2 separate regions of the Mus musculus genome follow, and region 2 is linked to region 1. A link is a contact called in public Hi-C data. All regions are on one chromosome and are shown on one strand. Each heading gives the region's core, a stretch centred on a gene start, on an enhancer-like site or on the middle of the called end of the contact. The rest is flanking DNA. Distances are from core to core; before and after follow the strand shown.

Region 1 (6,807 bases), core at 1,225-3,724:
GAAGAATCACACCAATGAAGTGTGCAGTCACAAGAACAAGCTGCACATGGCAAAAACATGTTTCTCCATAGAGGCATATGGACAAAAAAAAACAATATCCAGGGGTAAAGAATAATCTGGAGTAAATTCACTCCTATCTGCTACACGTGGGAGGGGCACAAGAACATGTTCCATGTTTTTAAGAAGCTGAGGTTACAAGACTCTTGTTTTCTTGACGTTTTCTCACACGCACACAGACTTTTCCTCACAAGACTCCATTCTTGAACTGCCTTCTGACAGCCTGTGAAGGAGCAGCCCTTTCCAATCCTTCGCACATAGACTCTCTGAAACGCAATCTCACCCTTGTGTTTACAGTAAGGCTTTGCTTTTACATTCTAATTTCTGCTCTGCGACATTTGTCACAGTTCCAGTTTGAGTACTACAGTCTTCAGCAGTTAAGGGGAGGCGTCATGTCTAAGAGAGAAAGCTGAACTATAAAGACCTGTCTGGGAAGGAGAAGGGCGGGGCGGGGAAGATTATCCATACAGGGCCTGATAGCAGAGACCCCAAGCTCCTGGGATCAGGAGACCCAGCTTCCAGTGCTGCTTTCCCTCAGCTGCAAAGAGACTTCACTTTAAGTGCTTAAGTGCTTCATCACCCAGTACCTCGTCTCCTTATGCGTCACGTGGCAATTAGGTACAAAATGCTGGTGTGTTTCCCAGCATCCATATGACATAAATATCATGTATAACTCCAGTTCTAGGGGATCCAGCACCCTCTTCTGGCCTCCTTGGACATCAAGCACACATATGGTATATATATACATACACATATACATACATACATATAAGCAAACACCCATACATATAAATAAAAATAAATCTTTTCCTTAAAGAAGCAAGTGACTGATATACCTAACTTGGGTGAATCTCACAGATATACGATGCAATGAAAGAAATTAAGCATCGCAGAGCACACCCTGCATGATTTCATTTACATGGAGACTGGAAAGAAAGCAATTGTGAAGGAGGTCAGAAGGAAAGGATTTCCTGAAGGATCTCGGCCCAGAGGGTCATGCTGGGAGTCTTCGGTAAGAGTCACATGACAACTATGTAAAATATGCACCTAAGTTAAAGTGGTCACATGTAGAGTTCAGGGATAGGTACTTTAATGCAAAAGTAGTCATACAGTAGTTAAGTCCAAAGGAACAAGTGAATTCCAAGAGAGAAGCAGAGATGGGTCGGGTGGCCTTAACATTTAAGGATGGCAAGCTAAGTGACAGGAAAGGAGCAAAGGATCCAGAGACGAGGAGGTAATGGATATAGGAAGGTGTGTGGGGCCGAGGGAGTGGCAAGGAAAGATGGAGAGGGTGATGCACACTCATAAGTAGAAATGACATATATGAAAATGTGTGTGTGTGTGTGTTGTGTGTGTGCGCACACGCACGCGTTAGTTTGTATAGAAATTTGGTGAAAGGGTTATTTCCTTTTCCTATTGCTATAACAGAATACCCACTACTAGGTTTTCTAGCGAGCCCATGAGAGCAGCTCAATGGACAATTAGCAAAGTACAAGGTCTCAAGCGACCTAAGGAAGGAAGGGCTTGCTTCAAGCTGCCACCCTCAGTAGCAAGGCAGAGGAGACAGCAGGAACTTGAAGCAGGCGGTCACGTTGAATCTAGTCTGGCTACATAGGGAGAGGAATGAATGTCAGTGCGCAGTTTTCTCAGAGTTCTGTACTCCAGAACCCACTGCCCGAGGGATGGGCCTGCCCACAGTAAAGACAATTCTTCCCACCCCGATTAATCCAACCAGGTGAAACTGGATCCTGTTGATCTGACAACACTCCCTATGAGAGTAAACGCCTACAGGTGACTATTCTCATACTTTGAATGTGTTTGTATACTTCTTTCCCTCCATTTTGATTATAAATGTCCTAAGCACAGAAACTTGGTCGTCTCAGGTTGATCTTTTTCAAACTGTCTACACCTGCTTCTTCCCAGCAACTTCACACACTTGATGCTCTTGAAGGACAGAATACAGCACGTGTGTCCTGGGGTTCACATTGAGATCAGCTCCCTCTGTGAGGAAGGACTTTGATACCAGTCCACTTGTCCCAAAATGCATCGTCTGGAGTCTCAGGCGCTCTGTCTGTGAGTGAGGTAAAAATAAATTGCTTAAAATTCAAGAAGACATTTCAGAGAAACAGAGACTAGATGAACACAGCCCCCGTGGCAATAAAGCAGACATCGAAGGATCCAGACAGAGTTCTGAAGGAGGAAGACAGGGTTGCCTTGCCCTCGGGTCTCATTAGATGAAATAACACAGGGAGGTGACATCTTTAAAGATGTTTAGAAGTTGCCTGCACGATCGTGAAATTGCTAGTGGCAGTATTAGGTTTTCAAAATACGCAGAGGGAGCCCATGAGAGCAGCTCAATTGGCAATTAGGACAGCAGAGGGTCAGAAGCAGCTTCCTGCTCTTCCAGCAATGAGTCACAAGCTGCTAATTAAGAAATCAGTGACCTGTCAAAGGCTTGATATAACCTAATGGTCTATAGCCCTTGGTGGTGATGACTAAGAATATTGCCAGGTTTGGGATTTAATCTTTAACTTGACTTCCTGGGGTGATGAGAGGATGAACAGAAAAGTGGTCGCTTTGTTCATTGATGGATCCTAGATGCAGGGAAACATGTAATACCATAAAGCAAGGGGGATTAAGAATTTTAGCCTTCTGTGTTCTGCTTCGGTCCACACCACACCAACAGCCACATTTGAGTTAGCAGGCTTCCCGTACAGATGGGTTTCTTAGTAAGGCATGCTAGAACCCACACTGATCAGAGCCGATGATATCAGCCCTCACACCCTCCCTATGAAAAGATCATGTCAAAAGCTCATAAAGGAGACTGCAGATGTGGCTCAGTTGATTAAAGTGACTACCAAAAATAACTGAGGGCCTGAGTCCAGGTCCCCAACGCTCATGTGAAAGCTAGGTGTGGTGGTTCGAAACTGAGCCCTACGCTGGGAAGTGGAGACAGGAGGATTCCCAGAACCACTAAACAGTCAATGTGCTCTGGGCTCAGTGACTCTGGTAGTTTAAATGACAGCATGCAGCAGGCTTTAAATGACAGCACTGTGCAGGCCTGAAGAAGTGCTGACACAAGTCCACTAAGGTTGTCATTGGTTTATTATCTTCTGAGATGTCTGTGATAGGTGATCTTGATTGGGTCTAGGGTCAACTGAGAGATGTGCCTTAGGAGGGATCTGCCAGTGACTTTCCAGGAAGAAGTAACTGAGGGAAGATGCTCCCCCCACCCCCAGAGCAGGCGGTACCTTCACAAAGGGCCACCTGCCCCGCTGCTGGTGAGTTTGGCTCTCCTGGTGTGCTGCCACCACCCTTCACTGCCATCCCAAAGATCATGTTCAGACTTTGAATATGGATTGGAGACCAGCAGCTTGGTGCCAGATTGGGAATGCTGAAGCATTCGACTTTGTATCTGACCAGCTACCAGGTTCTGAGCCTCTCCTGCATGCAGACAGCCATTAACAAACTACCCAACCCCTGTGGGTAAGACAAGTTAACAAATACCCCGTATAATACACATTCATTGTTATCTGTGTGTGACTCTAGAACAGAAGTTCTCAACCTGGGGTCACAACCCTTTTGGGATCCAATGACCTTTTCACAAGAGTCACACATCAGATACTGCACATTCTATGCTTGCATTGCAGAGCATAACTGTTATGGGGTAGCAAGTAAATAAATAATCTTATGGTTGGGGTCACAACAACACATAGAACTATACTAAAGGGTCACAGCATTAATAAGGTTGAGGGCCACATCCTGAAAATTCCCAATACATTGTCTTATAACCGCTCTATTTCTTTACAAAGCTTGAACCATTTCCAGTCATTGCTCCATCCATGGAGAGAAAGTATGAATGTGTCGGTTGTGTCTCCATGTTTAAGACTCTTTGGAGGAAGCCAGTTATAAGCTGGCAGGGGGCCATTAAGGTCCCACAGAGGAGACATTCTCCAAATATCACACTTCATTGTCGGATTATGACTCTAAAGCTAGCCAAGACCTCCAATACAAGGTCCTCCACTGGTCTTGATTTCTCTACTGATAGTGGAGAAGGCTCCTCTGGACTAGTGCTGGGATGTTGCCATAAAAGATAGGGCTGCTGGCATAGGGTAGCGAGTCTCTTGGCATCTCGTGGAGTAATAATTTCCATGAAATTCAATAAGAAAGGATGGAGTAGCCACCATCATTCATTAAGAAAATGTTGGTTTTCCCCATGCCTGGAGAGCAGTCACCCCGCCTTGCTAATTGGCACTACTGTGGTGCTTAATCTCAATTATAATTAGATAAGATCTGGAACCACCAAGTTTCCAGGCCTGTGAGCATGCCTGTGCTGGGATTATCTTGATTAGGTGGACTGAAGTGGGAAGGCTCATCCACCATGGATAGCACCTTTCTGTGGATGCATAAGGAGAAACTGAGCTAAGCACAGACATTCATGAGTCTCTGCTTCTTGGTTGTAGCTACAGTATAGGCAGCTACATTGAGCTTCCGCTGCTGTGACATCATCATGTTGAACCAGTGCCTCCCACTGTGAGCCAACATAGAGCCTTTCTCACTTAAGTTGCTTCTGTCAGAGTAGTTGTTATCATAACAGGAAAATAAAGTAAGATAAACACTCTAGCAAGGACAGTGTAAATGATGGACATTTCTGCAATGTCAGCAGAGACCAACATGAAGCCACTGTCATGTCCATGTGAATGACAAACACGGATTAGTATACATAAAATCTTTCCATAAGCAAAGCCACGCCTTTTGACTCTGACCTCAGCACCAGAGTGCCAGGGCATTGTGGACCACACAAATAATGTCTGATGACAGTGCCCATTGCCAAACCAAAGCAGAATACTAAAAAGAATAAGGAACGGATCACTGTGTGCACAAGAGAAGTCTCAAAATGTTAAAAAAAAATCATGTTCTCACTTATGTATCTTCTTGGATCTTAACATCTTCATTTACATAAAAAATATTTTTTTAAAGTAAACAAACACTAGGGAGATAATTCAGTTGGTAGGGTGCCTTCCTTGTGGGAGGAAAAGAACTGTGTTCCATTCCTAGCATCGAGAGAGAGAGAGAGAGAGAGAGAGAGAGAGAGAGAGCTTACTAGACACGATGGCATGGCTTGTGCCTGTAATCTCAGCACTGTGGAGGCAAAGAAAGGTGGGTCCCTGGGGCTCACCAGCTGTCCTAGTCTACTTGGAAAGAGCCAAGACAATGACAGATTTTATCTCAAGATATGGATGGTTCCTGAGGAACAACACCTACAGCTGTTCTCTGGCCTCCACATGCATACACACACACACACACACACACACCAATTAAATGCATAACTGAGCACAATAGGTCACATCTGCAATCCCTACCCTCAGAAGCCCAAAGCAAGAGAACTGCAGTAAATTTGAGTCCAGCTGTAGAGGAAGGCCCTGTCTGAGAAACACAAATGGAGACACCCTATTCAAAAATCAGCAGGCGTCTTCCTTATCTTAGCTCGGAAACGCCTTCATTTCTATTAAAATGTGTGGAATCATTTCTGTCAATATGCTATCCAGGGCTAGTCAGATTCGTGGGGGAAATCTCACCAGTGGTATGTGTGCTGGGCTTATCAGACATGGGCTGACCCGGAAGCTAAGGGCTGGAGGAAGGGATCATCTCACTGCATAAGCATCTCTGATGATGGTGACAGACAAGAAGCTTCGGAGACCCTGGGAACAAGCCATTCTCGGGCTCAGAGTCACGGGTTCTGCATCTGAGGCTCTATCTGTTGTTTGATGTTTCTCCTTACAGCACTTACCAGGAAGCTGATGTAGCACAGAGCCAAGCAGAGAAAGAAAGGTGGGTAGCCAGACCTTCTGCTTACCCAAGGGTCTCCCTGTCCCGCTGCCTCACAGCACCCCCTGAGAAAGCCTTATCAGTTTCTCAAACAGCCTCTGAACCTCTTCCCTCCCAAAGATGAATACATTAGATCCCTTCCAGCCATGGAGTTGGTTGTTGTTGTCGAGATCCTTATACACACAGCGTGAGTTTGTCCTCTGGAAATAACTGGGAAGTATCCAGGAAAAGAATTACTGCAAATAAACACTACAGTGAATGCTCCCTGAAACCTGATGCTAGGTCTGTGGAGTAGCTGTTTTTAAAAAAAAATCACAATCGTGTGTGTGTATGTGTGTCTGCGTGTGTGTGTGTGTGTGTGTGTGTGTGTGTGTGTGTGTGTGTAAGAGAAGCTGAGGTTTTTTTTTTTAATCAAATTTAACCGAGGCAATAAATTAATTTTATATTCCAGTGGTAGAAAAATAATCTGGTCTCTCATCTGGAAGCCAGGAGAAATACAAGTTTCTCATTTCTCATCTTGGGAAGATGCCAGGGGCCAGTAGGTGGGAGAGGTGAGGGGGGCAAGGGAGAAGTTTTTCTTTTCTAATCTTGTTTTCTTTTTTTTTTTTTTAAGTTGTATAACACGTATTGTCCTGCTTAAAACTCCCTAAAAAATAAAAAAAAAAAAAAATAGCTTAGTCTCCGGCTCCAACCCTCCATCTGCTGTAAGGCAAAAGTCATGGAAACTGCACCTAGGCCAAAGGAAATGATAAAAACGGTTTCCGTGATGCCAAAAAGGGACATTGGTCTCCACACAGAGGCATCTGTCAAATGCCAGCTCGTTTCCCGGCTGATTCTCCCCAACTCTCGCTATTTCCCATCAATATTGTACCAACCTTCAAAGCCCAGCTCAGCAGTGCCACTAGCACCTAGTGGATGGAA
Region 2 (6,807 bases), core at 2,257-4,756, 470 kb before region 1:
CATTAAGATGCCATAACTCAGTAAATACCATGTAGGTATTGGCTAGTATTAATTTTCAACAATAGAAATATGTAAGGATCTAACTTGATTCTAATTGTGAAGCGAATATTCCTCTTTCAACCAGCCAGTAAGAAGTTACTGTGGAGTCTGCCTGAAACAAGACTGTCAGATTTAACACCTTCCAGCCCCATTTTTATATGTCAGTCTATAAACACACATTTTTTATCACAATGGGTGGTTGACGCCAGTTCAGATGCCATTCCTTGTGTCAAAGAGAGATGTAAAGCTGTCCCTAGCATTTACTCATGCTGATAGTTATCACTAAATAACTAAATGGAATATACCTGTGCCTTCAGTTCTTCAATCCCTTCTCATCTCCTTCCATCTTTCCATCTGGCTGGAAGTCTGCTCCCTATACCTATCTTGGACCCTTACCACCATGCAAAGATGCAAATCTGAGTCATTTAGTCTGGAGTAGCAGACCAACAGCTCAGCTACATACATATCCCCCAAAACAATATAGAAAGGAAGAACTCAGAGTCCTAAGGTCAAGAATTCTGAGTTTCAACATTTCCACAACATCACTGTAGCTTATAGAAATGCCTTTATGCAAAGCAGTTGGCTGGGTATATTGGCATACATATGGTTGGTAAGAGGAACGCATTTATGAATACCTGCATGTAAATCCATACTAACAAATATATCTCCTAGAGCAGTCTAAGGTCTTTGGAATCTGAAAATAAGTCTACTGGTAAGATATTCATAGTACTACATAGGAAATGTATTTACCATATAATTGACATATAAAACCAATACAGAAAATAATCTGACTGGATCCAAATAACTAAAGTATAGCAGGATGTCATCAATTTTGTAAGTTATTTTTAATGACTTTAAAATCTCAGTAAATAATAATGCTTTGTGTATGCAATTAAGCGATAAACAGGATGAGAAAGACTGTCTATTTTCCACCCAGAGGCTGTTGGTTATCTCGGTAGTTTAGCCTGAGGACTGAGAGTGTGCAGTTCAGAACTGCAGTGCTTGGGTTTGATCCTGGTGTGCTATCTATTAACAGAAGTCAAGGCTGATGGTGTTCCACTCAGTCTCTTCCATTCTTCTGGATCATCCATTGTGCATCTCCTCCAACTTCTGGATACTTTTCTTTACTTAGTAGCTATTAAAGCCTCTTTTCAGATCGAGTAGAAAACTGAAGGAAAACATGTGCAATTTCATCTCCTAAGAGTGTCATGGCCTGACTGAAACAGGCGGTGAAGGTCTGTGTCACAGCACAAAAATCACACACAAGATGCAGTTTATGGCTTCCTCCCTTTTCTGCTTCACATGCACGCGCGCGCGCGTGCACACACACACACACACACACACACACACACACACACACAGAACCATTCACTCTGGCATCTCTTATTAATGCATCCCTTGATGAACAAATGTTGTTGCTGGAGGCCATCTTCTGAGAAATCAGGCCTAAAAACACTTCTAAGTGATGTTGGATTAAAACAACAAACAAATAAACAAACAATAAAAACAGGTGTTGGAAGTACAGGCTTTTAATCCCCAACATTTGGGAGGCAGAGGCAGGTAGATCTCTGAGTTTCAGGCCAGTCTAGTCTACATAAAAATCTCCAGGATACCCAGTGCTACACAGAGAATCCTGTCTTGGAAAATCTAAATAAATAAATAAATAAATAAATAAATAAATAAATAAATACTTAAAAATAAACTCCAAAACTGCTATGTAAAATTAGTTTTCCTCACTTGCAAATTCAAAGAGTTTTTTTAAAATAAGGAATTATATGAGATAATTTTTAAAAAAGCAAAGAGCCCACTGCATATCAAATGTTTAGCTTGCCCAAAATATTTATTAATGTGGGAAAGTACATAAAGGTTATTGAGCTTAATATGAGTCATGAATTTATGCTTTTCAAAATGTTTATTATTCCAAAAGTTTTGACCTTTTCTGACAACAAATGGTTGTGTAACCTTGACAACATTTCTATGTAAATACACTTAATCTCTACCTTTCAAGGTAAAGATGACATTTCAATAATAAGTGAAAAACTCACGCCACCAAAATATCATTGTGGAAATGACTGCTTAGAACAACGTTGTTATGTCAAGAGTAATATAAAGTAGTTCTCAGAGAAACCCACATTCGAGTGTTTACGACCTTGGAGTGTAACTCTCTGTTGAAGAGTTTCTGTGACTTATTAATTCACTTTTAAAGACTTAAAACAAGACTGGGGATGTAGTTAAGTTGGTAGCTCTAGGTGCTAGCCCCAGTATCAAATAGAACGAGACATGGTGGTACACCCTGTAATCCTAACATTTGGAAGATGGAAGCCAAGGTCATCCTCTGCCAAATAGCAAGTTCTCAGCCAGCCTCCCTCTCTACCTCCCTCATTCATTCATATATATATATATATATATATATATATATATATATATACATATATATATATATACACACATATATGTGTATGTGTGTGTACATATATATATATATATACATATATATATATATTAGAGAGAGTCATCAAAGTACAATTTCTTGTGATTAGTTCTCAAGAAAAACTAATTGATGTGTGAAAGGAAGAAATTTACTCCCACATTATTGAAAGCAAAATTATTTTATAAAATAAAATATTTAAAATGTGCAACATTGCCAGGCATTGGTGGCACATGCCTTTAATCCCAGCACTCGGGAGGCAGTGGCAGGCAGATTTCTGAGTTCAGGGCCAGCCTGGTCTACAGAGTGAGTTTCAGGACAGCCAGGGCTACACAGAGAAACCCTGTCTCAAAAAAAAAAAAAAAAAAAAAAAAAAACAGAAAAAAAAAAGATTTTAAAATGTGCAACATTTATCTAGTTCTTGTTTGTCAGACTTCACCCATTATTTAATTATACAATTTTAGCATTGCTACATAAAATATATTTTAAGTAATTTAAATAGCAGGATTATGGATAAAGACAGATAAACCATTAAAATTTTCTTCTTATAAGAACATGTGATCAAAAGTTTCATGAACCAGTTCACTCTTAAAGATTCTCAAGATCTGAATCCATCAATAGAGAAACAGTTTCAGTCTAGATCACCAAAGAAGAATTCGTTACATGTTTATTATAGGAAACTCACTCTATCTGTAATATTTAAATTAAGTTTAACATAATAGAGCAAGAAGTACACCATGGTAACAGTAATCAGAATATTTCCAGATAAACTATATTAACTTTGTTCGAAGCAGACTGTGGGCTTAGATTTTTCTAAACGTTCTTTATGTAGGCTGCTCAAACACCTCAACCTTCCTTCTAATCCAGCGACAAGAGGTTGGGGAGAAAGAAAGTTAATAGGAAATGGGGATTGAGGACCTGTTTAATAGTAGTTTTTTTGAGGCAATTCCACTCTTTGTTGTCAAGATACCAGTAGTAGAGTTTAGTAGCAAACACCAAACACAGGTCAGTAACAGTGGCATGATCCAGCACAACCACCTCCCTCCGCCCCAAGGCTTCACAGAGTCAGCATGAGTCAGCAGAAGTGGCTAGAGTCAGTTGGAACACCACAGAAGGTCTTTTGTGTGTTTTTCTCTCCAAAATGAAGACCAGCAAAGAAGCAAGGTCAGAAAACGATTGCACAGCGTTGCAATGCAAGAGCAACCTGTCACTCTTTATGGGGTTCCATTTATATACTCTTTCCAAACATCACATGCTCCCCAGTGTCTGCTCCAACAAAACATCACATGTATTCTCACATGTCTGCTTCAACAAAACATCACATGTACTCTCACATGTCTGCTTCAGCAAAACATCACATGTACTCTCACATGTCTGCTCCAACAAAACATCACATGTACTCTCACATGTCTGCTCCAACAAAACATTACATGTACTCTCACATGTCTGCTTCAGCAAAACATCCCTTCATAAGACAGTTTCCAGAAAAACGTCATGCGGCACAACTGGCTTTCCAAATAAACTAGAAATTTCCACTTCAGCAAACTTCAGAACAAGGGAAATCATTCAGAGTAGGAAGGGATCTATAAGACCATACCCCTCCTGAAGAATTGTATGCAGTTAATTGTTGCTGGGGAAAGAATGTTATATTCCTAGTGCTATTGCCTCAGGTACAGTGCCTTTGCTCAAGAAAAGAATTCTCACCCATGGTCAGATGAGCAATAAAAGGACATGGAAGTAGGAGGGAAATTGTTGCCAAAAAACAAGCGTCAGTGGGGTGGAAGAGCTAGAAAAGGACAATGGGAATGTGCTAAAACACGTTATGAATATGTATAAAGTTGAGAGAGAAGAATAAAACAAGCACATTTTTAAAAAGAGCAAGAGAGGCACTTTGCTAGAGTAGAACATTTTAGGTAAGCAAAGGAGAAGCTAGAAGGATCTGTGTGGCAATGTGGTAGAGACGCAAGCGTGGGCTTATGTTTGTCATACTACAGATACAAATGGCAATATGGAGAAGCGTCTTTAATACGTATACATGGCCCGGTTCCTGTTGACACTTCTTTGTCATCTGAGACTCCATGTGAGCAACAGCACCCCTATAGTAGTCAATAGTGATGCGACCTCACTGTTCCATTAGTTATGTGTTCATTGTGGGTATGTACTATGTCTGCAAATTTTTATAACTCTAAAACTTTTATAAATAAAAACATGTGAAAATAAATAGCTTCTTCTTAAAATAATGAATAAAGTAAATAAAAATATATTTGAAAATGAAACAGCATGTTTTAGTTAGCTTATAAGTAAGAAAATACGGTGAAAATTAAAACATTTTTTTCTGTTAATAATTAAGGTATCTACATAGCCAACCTTGTAGGATATACAGCTTTGTACTGAAAGAAAATTTTACTTCATATACATACATATATATATATATATATATTATTAATAGGCAAAAAAGGCTGAGACTTAACGAAGGGTTGAAGTATCTACCTCCAAAGAAAGAAAAGAATATTGAGTGAAATGGGGGAAAATGACTAGTACCAATGGAAGACCTTACTAAGTAGAATATTAGTGTCAGAGGAATCAGTAGGGGCAAGGTTTGCAAATGTTTAGCCCGTCTAATGGAGAGCAAAGAGACAAAAGGCTAAACGACCAGTTTTTAGAAATGGCAGAGCAGACATGGCATTAGAAAGAAAACAGGATGATACCAGATACTTGACAGTAACAGCTAAAGGTTAGACACAGGAAAATATCTGGAAAAGTACAGCTACAGAGTCAAAGCAGGAAAAAAGAGAAACATCTGTGCCACCCTGTCTCTACTCACAAACTGTCTTCTATGACAACCTCCCCACAACAAATGCCTGCAACAGATGGATTCTCTAAGTTTCTACCAAATATTAATGGAGAGGAAAAAACCCTCAAACATATCCAAAGGACAGAAGAGAGAGAGAGAAGAGAGAAAGAGAGAGAGAGAGAGAGAGAGTATTTTTAAGTTCATGAGGTAGTAATTCCAAACTGTCAACAGACTTTAGTAGGAAATAAGATATTAAAGATAAAATTTTAAGATGAATATATTTTTTAAATTCTCAAAATAATAAATTCTCAATAAAATCCAGTGATTCATAAAATCACCCACAAATGGATTAATTACAATATTTTAAAACACTATGATCCATTTTACTAGACTAAAATAAAATGTGGGGAAAGAAGATACTCATTTCATCACATGCAATAAGGCATCTGGAAAATGAAACAGAGCTAAAATAGGAGTTTCAAAAACTTATAAAATGAGAGAGTAACTATTTTTAGTCCAATAAAGAAAAGTCTGGATTTTAAAATATTCTATTAAAAATGTTCATGTATAATGGTAAAACATCGAGAGAGTTTCCATTGAAAATGGAAAAAAAGTTATAACTATTATCAATTCCTTTGGCCATTTTTTCTGATGTTCTTACCAGTATAAAACCAAACCAAACCAAACAAACAAAAATGAGAAAAAGAAACAAAGACAGGACGTAGGAACAACTGACCTTTCACTTACATCCCACTACTCAATAAAGTGAAGCAAATGTTCTGTTGAAATGCGAGCAAGTGTGGGGAGGTGGTGGCATATACCAATAGTCATAGTGTTGGAAGGCAGAGGCAGGGGGATCTCGGTGAGTTCAAGGCCAGCCTGAGCTACAGAACTAATTCCAGAACAGCCAGGGCTACACAGAGAAGCCCTGTTCCAAAAACAAACAAACAAACAAACAAACAAACAAACAAACAGGAGAAAGAAAGAGATGAATAAGTTGTAGTCTAACCATTTGAATGGAAAGTTCACAGCCAGAAAATACCAATAGATCATACTTGCTACCATTTACACAACTGTTCCCCTGGAGGCCCATGTGTTAATGACTTGGTTCCTAGCATAATGGTGCTTTTAGAATCAATGGCATCTACGGTGGATACATGGGGGTGGGGATAGGAGAATGTCATTAAGTCAGACACTGCCCTGGAGGAGGGTTACAGAACAGTGGTCTCTTCCCCTTTTTCTCCATCTTTGCTTCCTACTTCATGTTATAGCCCGCCACATTAAGTCAGAAGTTGCCCACTCTTGCCATCCATCACCCTTAGGAAAGGCTCAAAGTAATTTTGCTACTAAATTATGGACTGGAATCTCTAACATCAAAACAGATACTGTTAAGTAAACTTTCCTTTTTACAAGTTGACATACTACCCAGCAACACAAATAAAGATCAGAAATGTTCCACTGAGTACAGAATATCAGTCAAAGGGGGATGTGTGTACAATTTTATTTATATGAAAATTTAGGGCTGGAAAGATTAAACTGATAAGCA

The links. A called contact is a pair of places that touch in the nucleus more often than the background predicts.
Region 2: a contact with region 1 is called in a Hi-C map of trophoblast stem cells, with 2.0 times the contacts expected there. The contact joins two enhancer-like sites. A contact is called at or near these places in 13 of 484 Hi-C or Micro-C datasets (cortical neurons, differentiating embryonic stem cells, embryonic fibroblasts and 6 more) and 1 of 9 other capture datasets (embryonic stem cells).

The regions. Positions count from the first base shown.
Region 1 is chr1:78,726,003-78,732,809 of GRCm38.p6, reverse strand. The region is part of intron 2 of Gm38631 (a long non-coding RNA gene); the gene reads right to left. It overlaps Gm33693 (a long non-coding RNA gene), which reads left to right. Exons shown (of 5, transcript XR_865566.2): 2 at 916-1,069; 3 at 1,981-2,139; 4 at 5,842-5,889; 5 at 6,007-6,151. Among named protein-coding and RNA genes, the nearest start is that of Gm38631, 9.4 kb to the right of the region's middle. Within about 2 kb of position 2,474, at least 2 of the 459 cell types and tissues checked have an H3K27ac peak or open chromatin away from gene starts, as enhancers often do. A contact at or near this core is called in trophoblast stem cells, where this site is marked.
Region 2 is chr1:79,194,615-79,201,421 of GRCm38.p6, reverse strand. The region is part of intron 1 of Gm29536 (predicted gene 29536); the gene reads left to right. Among named protein-coding and RNA genes, the nearest start is that of Gm29536, 26 kb to the left of the region's middle. Within about 2 kb of position 3,506, at least 14 of the 459 cell types and tissues checked have an H3K27ac peak or open chromatin away from gene starts, as enhancers often do. A contact at or near this core is called in trophoblast stem cells, where this site is marked.